Linked DNA regions of Mus musculus: region 2 is linked to region 1. A link is a contact called in public Hi-C data. All regions are on one chromosome and are shown on one strand. The core of a region is the stretch at or near the end of the contact, and the rest is flanking DNA. Distances in the headings are between cores, read along the strand shown. Region 1 has its middle 30 kb from the start of Gm23117. Region 2 overlaps Gm33958 (a long non-coding RNA gene).

Evidence for each region. A called contact is a pair of places that touch in the nucleus more often than the background predicts.
Region 2: a contact with region 1 is called in a Hi-C map of muscle stem cells, with 1.7 times the contacts expected there. The contact joins two enhancer-like sites. A contact is called at or near these places in 2 of 484 Hi-C or Micro-C datasets (brain and muscle stem cells), 3 of 115 datasets of contacts at active chromatin or transcription factors (astrocytes, embryonic basal ganglia and embryonic stem cells) and 1 of 9 other capture datasets (embryonic stem cells).

The regions. Positions count from the first base shown.
Region 1 is chr13:43,899,640-43,905,385 of GRCm38.p6, reverse strand. No RefSeq gene overlaps it. Among named protein-coding and RNA genes, the nearest start is that of Gm23117, 30 kb to the right of the region's middle. Within about 2 kb of position 4,470, at least 38 of the 459 cell types and tissues checked have an H3K27ac peak or open chromatin away from gene starts, as enhancers often do. A contact at or near this core is called in muscle stem cells, where this site is marked.
Region 2 is chr13:44,381,188-44,386,618 of GRCm38.p6, reverse strand. All of the region lies in intron 2 of Gm33958 (a long non-coding RNA gene), which reads left to right. Among named protein-coding and RNA genes, the nearest start is that of Gm33958, 16 kb to the left of the region's middle. Within about 2 kb of position 3,153, at least 9 of the 459 cell types and tissues checked have an H3K27ac peak or open chromatin away from gene starts, as enhancers often do. A contact at or near this core is called in muscle stem cells, where this site is marked.

The sequences.
Region 1 (5,746 bases), core at 3,221-5,720:
GAAACTGTAGCAATGAGGGGACAATAGAAATGGGTTCAGGGGATTCTCAGGGGCTCTGTTTGCATGCTGGAATTCTTGGTCCTGGGCTCTTGCATCTCCCACAGGTCTCTGACATACTAGAGGCCATAGAAAAGAAGCAAACTTAGTTAACACCAAAAAGATCTTGTCCTGCCTATCCTACAGAAAGCTGTAAAGTGGTTCCTGAAGCTGGAGAGATGGCTCAGAGGTGGCACAAGAAGCCCGAAGACCTGATTTCAGATGTGAGCAGCCATGTAAAAAGCTGGGCATTGTGGTGTACTTCCACAACCCCAGGGCTCGGGTAGAGGAAGGCCCAGGGACAAGGCTCCTGGGGGCTCTCTGGCTAGCTAGTCTAGCCAATCAGTGAACTCCGGGTTCAGTGAGAGACCCTGTCTCAAAAATTAGAGAGTAATAGAGAAAGATGCCAGATATTGGCCCGTGACCTACATGTGCAGACATTATTGAGTGCAGTTACACAATGTATGTATGTATGCATGCATGCAGAAGTGGTTATTAGCACCTCTCCACAAGGAGTTGCTAGCTGGTCTTAGGGGTTAAGAGGTTGACCAGTGGCATTGCTACAGCCTCAGCTAAAAGGGGTCCTTCACCCAGGCTTTGAGCAACTGGATCCAGGAAAGCTTCCAGCAGACCAGCAGAGAGAGAGAGAGAGAGAGAGAGAGAGAGAGAGAGAGAGAGAGAGAGAGAGAAAGAGAAACTGTCTCTGGGACACCTGCTGACATCATTCCATAACCCTGCATGACTCTTGTCACCTTCTGATGTTCTCAGCCAGGAGGACACTCCTGTTTCCTCAACAAAAACAGCTGGGATCACCAGAGGACACTCCTTGCAAAGATCCAGCTGGCCTCCATCAACATATCACCTGATCCTGTGTCCCTTTCAGGAGCGATGACCATCTCCCCCACAGTAACAATTACCCTGGAGCTGAGCTTGTGAGGAGGGCAAGCAGAATCCTTTTAATCTCCAAAATAATGCCTCCATCCTTTGTCCTCTTTGAGAAAGGGAGAGAGTGACAAATACCCTAACAGCCTTTGTTGATTCTGGAACTACTGAAAAGAAACAAATGCTTTGGAATGGAAATAAAAGTGTAACGTGAAGCTGCCACACATACAAACATCCATCTGCATGCAGAAAACATGTCCCCAGTGTGACATTCTGGGAAAGAGCATCACAACACAGGGCTGGCTCAGATCATCTGCGCATGACATAAATATAGGTTTATGGAAAAGCAAGCCAAGTCCCCTGTAAGTCACCTCTAATCCCTTCCTAAGCTGTTATTGATAGTGTCCCCAAACCCCAGGCCTACCCTCAATGCAATGGGCAACATATCAGTAGAATATATATGCTGTCTTCCTTTTCACAGAAATGACAATCTAATGTAAGACTCAAGATAGTCGCCTAGAAGCAGCAATCCGGAGACCAACACAAAATTTATTATAATCAGAAAATACACTAAGAACAATAGCTGATGGATCTGTCTTAAAGACTCAGTATCAAGTCCTTGACTAAACTTTTCAGATAAGTTGCCACATTAAATACTTGGGGAAATGACCAAGAATGGTTATTAATGCTTCAGAGGCCTGAGCTTATGTCTGCTAGACTTCAGGAAAAGCAAGCATCCCCAGGGCAGAGAATGCCCTACACCAAAAAGTAGCTGGCTTCATTCAAAGAAGGTGGCACTGGGTGCCAGAATGGTAGGAAACTGCCTTTTAGTAGGGCTGTACAAGGCCTGACCTGAACTGATGCCAACAAAAGAGAAGACAGAGGCAGCTGGATGCTGGCCATGGCCATGTGTGGGAGTCATGTGTCCTTGGCAACCTGAGTTCTGTTCCCAGATCTGACAGAAGCCTGGAATGGTAGGTGTTTTATTGTTTCTTTGTTTTTGTTTTTTTTCAGTGTCACAGTGATTCCTTAGCTGTGAAAGGTGGCACTTAGATATTGTCCCCAGTTTGTCTTAGGAACAGGGGTCAGAGGAGAACACAGTGTTATAGCACACGATACAACCTGGGCTCTTCTGGGACTTATCTCCTTTATAAGAATTTCCCATATTGACTCTGCACTTTGAGTATCAGATTGGCACAGACCCCACACCTAATACCCAAGTGAACTAGACGGGTGTGTCTGCCCTGGCCTGAGTTCTCACTCTCCATGCATTTCCACTTGAGGTCTTAAGCTATCTTGAGCTAACCCAGATCCTGAGGATGTAAGTAGAGTGATTCCATCTTGATCATTTGAAACTGGCCACTGAGAGCTTCTCAGAGATCTGAGGAGACAGGTGGGACCAGGAGATGATGTTGGGGTGGGAGGAAACAGTCATCTTGTGGGCAGTGTAAAAGATGTAAACCCAGGGACCAAGTCCTCCTTCTGTATCCCATACTTCCTTGTCCAATTAGTGGGACAAAGGTATTTAGGGGAAATGTTTGGGGAACTTTCTATCGGACGTCTGAGTCAAATTCCCAAACCATGTAGAATACGATAGAGATCCTCAGTTTATCTTTAATGTCAAAGTCTGCATGCATGTCCTCTTCTGATCCCCTGTAGAATCTATGAGTATTGTGTAGTTCTCACCTACAGGTGAGGTGATAGGAAGCTGTGCAGTTTGTTCAATGTCTAGTAGATGGGTAATGCTGAGGCAGGACTCAAACCCACACCCGCCTAAATCCCAGCCCTTGTCTAGCTCTGCCTTCTGCTCTGATGAGAATGTGACTATCAGCTCATGGTCTCCTCCTGTGAGTCACAGGCACTTCCAGAATGAAAGACTCTGCTTTAGACAAGCCACTCATCCACACAGGGAGACACACCCATTTATGTGTAGCCCACAACAGTTCTTAAGGGTTTCTTCAAGCCAAATGACTACTGTCCCTGGCAATAATGATCCAGTGTATAAAGGACTTAAACAAGGATGAGAAAGCAATTGGTTGGGATCTATAGCTATCATTCCTAGGTACAGGTTTTATAGAGTGTGAGCTACATACTGTAAGTATACAAGTCAATATGTTTGGCCCAAATGTCACCTGTATAACCACCACACTTAATTTACCAACCTACTACCATTATTCCAGAATTTTCCTTTTTCCTCCTTTCTACTCAATTCTTACCCCACAGATACCCACCATTCTAGCACTGGAGATCAGTATGCCTAGCACAGGTCTTTCAAAGTTAGAGCTGTAGAGTCCGTACATGTGTCTCACTTTTGGGCCTATCACAGTTAGAGCTGTAGAATCTCTGCATGTTTCTCACTTCTGGGCCTAGCATATTTTTGAGCTTCTTCTCCTTTGTTGCAGATATCACGAATACCATTCTTTTTGTGGGTGAGTGTTAACCCAACTTGTTCACCCTGTTGATGAGTATGTGAGTGCTCTGATTTTTGGCGATTACTCGTGAAGGCAGGATGCTTTTCTAAGTCTCTTTATGGTCACACACTCCTTTTTCTTCTCTGGTAGTGGGATGCTAAGTCATTGACAAGGGGCACATGCAACCGAAATGTTTAAATTCTGTCAAAGAGTTCTCTGCGATGATTTTTAGAAGGCCAGGGTCCTTGCTTCTCCACATCATCGTCTACATCTTGGTTTTTCATTGTATTTCTGGTGACCAGCCCCTCATTTCCCTATCAGCTAATGAAATTAAATAACTTTTCACAGTCTTAGCTAAAATTCATAGCTTACTACAGAATTTGTTGCTCCTATAGATAGGACCCAGTCTTATTTTAGGAGGCTATTTGCATAATAAATAGGAAAAAAAAACCTTGGCGCCAGACTTAGGTCCACATCTTCATTCTGCCACTCACTATCTCCGATGACTTTTGCCCTGGAGTTCATCCTTCTTTCCTCGTTCCCATGTCCTTGTAAGGTGTCCTTCCTCCTCTCTCTTCCATGCAGAGCTGATTCCTCTAGAGAGAACAGGAATCCTAAACTGAGCCAACTAGATCCCTCCCTGGGAAGTCTGAGAAAGAAGAGAGGGATGGGTGGAAGAGGGAAGAGGGAGGACGGGAGAGGATGGAAGAAGAAGGGGGGACCAGAAGAAAGAACCCAGCAAAGGTGTTTCAGATGCTAAATCAATAACAATGGCACTGAACACCGTCCTGGACACTGTCAGCACCCTTGCCTTCAACAGATGGACCACTCAGTATGAAGGGAGCCAGTCTGCGTGACAGAGGAGAATTATTCAGACTGCAGAACAGCGTGCAACGATGACCCTGATGAAGGGCGGTGAATGTTACTTTCCTTCTCTCTAGAGGACATCACAGGACTCAGTGGTATGTGCTTCTGGGAAGGCCGAGTCTCTCAGCATTTAATCAGGATCTTCCTGCCTCCAAGTACCGTGTATCACTTCCTGGCTTGAAGCAGTGAAAATCCCCTGTGAGAGTCTCCGGTCTCGCACTTCCCCTGCTGGGGCAAATTCATAAGCTTCACGTTGAGATGACAGATCCAACAGTACAGAAGCAGCTGAGTCCCTGAGTCACCACACAGAGGACAGCTGTCCTGGAGAGCCACACAGGCCTGAAGGCTGGGAAAAATATAGCGTTTGTTGTCTTATGCCATGGAGATCTTGAAATTGTCATAACTTAGTTCATCCTTGTTCATAGCCTGTCTGAGCCTTAGTTCCCTATTGGGTAAAACGGGGATATGTTTGTTATTCGTGCATGAAGTAATGTCGTCTTTGAGGTAGTTTCCACGGTACCTACACAGAGAAGCATTGTGAAGAAGCATAATTTCTTCTCCTTAAGCATGTGTGATCTCCTGGCCCAGTGTGTTCTAGTACAGTCTACATCTACCAGATACTTACATCAGTAGGATCCAGTCAGTGTACATACAGTGTCATGGGACACACATTCACATTATTCTGAAGGGTTTACAGCCATGTCTAGAGGGATCTGTGTGGATAGGTATGGCTTGTCTTTGTCAAGGAAGGCGAGAAGGACTAAGGGTGACACAGGGCTGCAGACTGATTTACCCCTGCTGCCAAAAGCTACAGATCTCATTTTGTTCACAGGGAGTGGGGCCAAGCACCCAGGGCTCTTGTGGGATGCTCTCCTCTTCTTCCTTGCTGTGACAGATGGACAGTAATCCACAAGCCAGCACTGAGGAGAAAGAAGATTGCCCTGCCAGCTGGTCCTAAAAAAAAGAAAGCAAGGAAAATCCATGTCTCTGTGATATACTGAAAGCACCAAGGTTTAGCCTTGGACATCCTTCCTGCACCCCATGTATGCATGTCCTGCCAAACCGGACTCTGTACACTTCCACACCACTATTCATGTGTGTGTGCATGTGTGTGAGTGTGTGTGTGTGTGTGTGTGTGTGTGTGACTTGAAAGGACCCAGATAGAGCTGTCTCTTGTGAGACTATGCCGGGGCCTAGCAAACACAGAAGTGAATGCTCACAGTCAGCTATTGGATGGACCACAGGGCCCCCAATGAAGGAGCTAGAGAAAGTATCCAAGGAGCTAAAGGGGTCTGCAACCCTATAGGTGGAACAACAATATGAACTAACCAGTACCCCCCAGAGCTCGTGTCTGTAGCTGCCTATGTATCAGAAGATGGCCTAGTCGGCCATCAGTGGAAAGAGAGGCCCATTAGTCATGCAAACTTTATATGCCTCAGTACAGGGGAACGCCAGGGCCAAGAAGTGGGAGCAGGTGGGTGGGGAATGGGTGGGGGAGCGTGTGGGGGACCTTTGGGATAGCATTGGAAATGTAAATGAAATAAATACCC
Region 2 (5,431 bases), core at 1,904-4,403, 480 kb before region 1:
TGATTACATTCTTATAATATCTCAGATGGTTCATTCAGTTTATTTGACTATGGCATTGAGAATATAGATCACGAATTTAAATTTCTTTTATGTTTTCTAATGCAACTCCACCTCAAGCCTTTCCCAAGTTAACAGAGGAGCTCTTTTAAGGTAACATTGTCTTCATGTAGCTAGAGAAAAACTTGGTAAAGATAGTGATAGAAATAGTGGAATTTCTCTTTAGGAGGAGAAAATCCTCAAAAACTTGATTTTATGTGGTGGATCAGTAGAATTTCTTTCCTTCCTTCTTTTCTTTCTTTCTTTCTTTCTTTCTTTCTTTCTTTCTTTCTTTCTTTCTTTCTTTCTTTCTTTCTTTCTTTTTATTTATTTTATGAGTACGCTGTAGCTGTCTTCAGACACACCAGAAGAAGGCATCAGATCCCATTACAGATAGTTGTGAGTCACCATGTAGTTGCTGGGATTTGAACTCAGGACCTCTGGAAAAGCAGTCAGTGCTCTTAATCCCTGAGCCATCTCTCCAGCCTGAGAATTTCCATTTTCTTTTCTTTTTTTTTTTTTTTTCAAGATTTATTTATTTATTTATTTATTATATGTAAGTACATTGTAGCTGTCTTCAGACACTCCAGAAGAGGGAGTCAGATCTCCTTACGGATGGTTGTGAGCCACCATGTGGTTGCTGGGATTTGAACTCTGGACCTTCGGAAGAGCAGTCGGGTGCTCTAACCCACTGAGCCACCTCACCAGCCCGAGAATTTCCATTTTCAATAGTAGCTTATCATTTGATTAAATTGGAATACAGGAAAGAAGAGGGTTAAATATAATCCTAGGATTTACACTTACAGTATCAAAGATATTTGATCATATGACAAAACTTTAGAGAGCAATGTAGCCTGTCTCAGCAGAGAGCTAACTGATGTGCTTGTTTCAGTTTGAAACTGATAGTTAAAGATCTGGGAGTTTCAGATGAATCTGAAAACTAAGGCCAAAGTCTGCAGACATAGGCTATGAGAAGCCTTGGATCCAAATTTCTAGTTATTACATCATGAGGAAACAAGAAAAATCCATAAAAATTATATACATTTTTGTCTACTGGGCCATTTGTAAGATAAAGTGAATTAAACTTGGGTGAATGGGGTTTTGTGGCTTTGTTTTACAAGATCATACTATGTAGCCTAGGCTGGCTTTTAACTCTCAATCCTCCTGAGTGTTGAGATTAGAAGCATGTGTCACTACAATCCATTTTCGGTTGTGGGAAATATTAAAAACAAGCCTGCCATCTCTCTGAGGGGCTGGACCATGCTTGCTTGTCCAGGGAGCTCCTGGTTCTTCCTCAGCCAGAAACCCATGTAGTCAGCAATCCCACACTCCAGTAGCTAACTGGAACCGCCAACCTCATAGTTGCATGTCACAATACCCAGTAACCAGATAAAATCAAGACTCTTAAAGCATAATTAACCAATCAGATTTAAGTATCAATAAAATCACAATTTACAAGAAGCCAATAAAATAATTTCAGAGCCAATTGATAATGATAAAAGCTTTATCCCAATATTTCTAGCCTTGTGAAATCATAGCTACTTGTGGCTAGCAAACACCATGTGGGTTCATGTCCGCAGCCATCTTCCTTCTTCTCCTACCCTGAGTCACTCCCTGTCTGAGCAACTCTTAACTCTGCCTCCCTTTTCCCTGTCCAATCACAGACCTGCCCTGCACTAATGTAATTGGACAGGGAAAATCCTGCGACAGTTTTCCCCTTTACTTAATGTAAAAACCAACTCTCTGGCAACAGAATGTGAAGCTAAGTTTGGGATCCTGTTGAATCCTCACAAATCTCCAAAGTATTTTTCTTTCTTTAAAATGGAAGTTATCTATATATTTACCATTCTATTCACTGTCATAAGGAGTTTGGATGTCAATGGATAACCATCCTTTCCCTTTCTTCCTTCCTTCTTCCCTTCCTTCTTTCCTTCCTTCTTTTCTCTTTTCCAGTTATGTGGTCCAAGCTCTTCTAACTCACCATGCATCTCAGGTTGGTCCTCAACTGTGTAATCTTCCCACTCATTCTTTCAAGTACTGGTGTAACGGGCCTGTGCTACCACACATGGCTTTGTACAGACAGGAAATCAAAACCTGAATCAACAGATTTAGCATTGATGACAAAGCAGCTTAACATTAATCCCACGCATGCTGGTTCATGTTTCTGTCCTCAAGCTGACCATGGAGCAGAACTGAGTCCCAGTGATGCAACTGTCCTTTCGATAGCCTGAATTTATCTTCATCTCTTTTATCTGTTAAGATGACTATTTGATGGATTAATGTTAATAAAGTTTAAAAATACCATTTATTTAGCATTAGGTGTGTGAGTCCCTGCCTGAGTACACCCATTTCACAGAACACATGTGGAGGTCAGAAGACAAGGTTTGGGAGTCAGTTCTCCTCTCTAGTCACATGGATTCTTGATATCAAACTCAGGATTCAGGCTCGGTGGGCAGCCTTCACCCGCTGAGCCATCTCACTATGTTCCCCAGGCAGAGCAACATAGCTTCTGCTATCAGTGTTAGACAAGCTCCTTCACCAAAGGCCATCAAGCCAGGACAGTATGGCTCTGGATCTTTATGGGCCAGGCTGAAAGGGATCTCTCTGTTCTCGAGGCCGGAAGCAAGCAATCCAAGAGCCCATCTTCAGCCAGACGCATCTCTTCCTGTAGAAAGGGAGTCAGCACATTTTCAAAGTGTTCCGAAACAGTCAAATGGGAGTCATGTTAATTTGGTGTAAAACTTCATGTGGCGTATTACTAATGCCAAAGAACAAAGCAGAGAGGATCTGGTGACTAATTACTAACAGCACTGTCACTATTTTATGTAAGTGTGAACAAGGATCATATGTTTCTTATAGTTGGTCCTTGTTGACGCTCTCTGTCTCGCTGGTTAAAGCGTGATAATGAACAGCAAGTAGAACACTGAGAGCTGCTGCGGGCTCCCCTCGGAACAGTATTTTGTACTCGCGCCCAGAGGTTCTGGGGGCCACGGACGTTCTTTAAATACATGCAACAGTTGAACACTGGTGTTTTAAAGCAATCTCACAGACTTGAAGCAGGAGAGCCTGCTGTCCCTTTAAGGGGAGGCCGCTGTGATTTGGTACTGCTGCATGCTGTGGCAGAGACAACCAGATGGAGTCACGGTGCTGTCCCAGGAACTTGCAATTGCTGAGAGTCCTAGGTCTTGCTACAGAAATAGAACACATGATAGAACTTAGCAAATAAAAAGCTATATGCTTTCAGGGATTCCAGGAGGGGAGTGGGATTTGATATTGGTTTAAGACCAGAGCAGTGTCCATGAACACTTGGGTTGGTTTTCTTTTATCGTGTGTGTGTGTGTGTGTGTGTGTGTGTGTGTGTGTGTTTGTGTGTGTTGAGGTTTGAACCCACTTATGGTAAACAAGTACTCTATTGCTAACTTACATTCATGTATGTATGTGTGATGTGTGTGATGTGTGTGTGTGTGTGTGTGTGTGTGTGTGATGTGTGTGATGTGTGTGTGTGTGTGTAAATACTTTTTCTTTAAGGTCTCACTAAGTTACCTGAGCTGTTCTTGACCATGCTTCAGAGCTCAGGTAGGCCTTGAATTTCCAGTCCTTTTGCCTCAGCCTCTCAAGTAGCAGAGATTACTAGGTTATACCATGAGGCCTTCTCTAGCTTATTAATACTTTAAAATGATGTTTATATTTAAGAATCTTGAGGAGACTTAACACTCAGGACAAAACAAAACAAAAGAAAAATCCCCCCACCCTTCCAGACAAGACCTGAATGCTCGTGGAATAAAGGGTTCCTGAGCAAGAGTTGGTGGTTCGTGTGTTTAAAATCAGAGAGAAGGTGGCAGGGTAGGTGCTTTATACCTTAGATCCCAGTATTTGGAGAGCTGAGGCAGGAGGATCTTGAATTTGAGGCTACATAGGTTGTCGCAAACAATAAACTCCCAAGAGAAGAGATGCTAAAGATGAAGGCAGAATAATTTAAAAGAAAAGACTTGAATCACGGAATCTCAAAGTGTGCTCTAAGGGGACCACAAGACAATTGTTCTGTCTGTCATTTGCCCGATGGGGTGCAGGGCTGTTAGGAGCTTTCAGCTGTTTAAAGGAAGAATGGGAATTAGGTTGGCCTCCTAAGCCTCCTCCTGCCCAGTGAATGGAGAGGTCTCTCCTGATGCCACTTCCTTAAAATCTTTCTCACTTCTGAGTCCGTCCCCACCAAGACAGCATCTCTGAGAGGGATCTCTGATCTCACTCCTTGAGACATCATCGCATTTATTGTCTACTGTGGCTTCATCTCACATACCTTGAGCTTGAAGGATGCTCCAACCACCTCCTCTGGCTGTGGACTGGACTCAGAAAACCTGGTTGTGTTATTTTCCCTGTCAAGTCACAGAATCCCATAGATCTGCTCTTTTATTTATAAAGTTAGAAGAATGGCTGGGTGATCTCTCAGGGCTCTTTCAGCTCCAAATGTCTAAGATTCTATTTAGACTCATTTGAAGAGCAGACAATGGAAGCTATTTTTTGGTCAGGCTGGTGACTGCCTTTTTATATGCAAATGTGAACTGTGAATCCCAAAAGGGACTGTGGAAATGAACTGCCCCTAGTGGAGGGTCATGGACCTTGATGGATGGACAATACCAGCAGGCAAAGTAGGGAAAAAACCGAGAGGTCATTGAACCAAGTGGAATTTCAATGAAGGGGACGACAAGCGAATGAGGTAAACAGAGAACTTGAGTCAAGTTTATTGAGTCCTCTGGCTGAGGTCATGATGGAAACCAGATTGCCGAGTTTCTCCAAGTGTATGCCAGTATTGCAATAGGAAAAAATGATTGGACGGTAATATAAATTTTTATAACATTGGGGGAAACAAGGTTGCGTTGATGCCTTAAGGCCAGTTGTCTGAGCTTGTGACTTTTCAGAGTGGACAAGGGCTCTTAGGATGTTTCATGCTTCCAGGGGTAACAAAAAAATTGGCTTTTGTGGTCATTTGAATGAGATATGCCCCTCATAAGCCCAGGATTTTAAACCCTTGATTCCTGGTTGGTAGTACTCTGGGGAGGGAGCCTTACTGGCAGAAGTTTGTCAAAGGGAGCAGACTTTGAGAGTTCGTAGCCTCACCTCACTTCCATTTGTTCTCTCTGCTTCCTGCGTATCTATGGAGATGCTGTCAACTTCCTGCTCTGGCTGTTTGCTCAGGATGGATTCTGATCAGCCTGGAAGCATACACCAAAAATGAGCACTTTTTGTCTATATGTCGTTCTGGTTATGGCATTTATCCCAGCATTTAAAAGTAACCAAGACAGGGTTACTACTTTTTAGTTACTTCCTGAGCTGTAAATGATACACAAAGCAAGCTATCCTTACACTGAAGCAAGACTAACACACACACACACACACA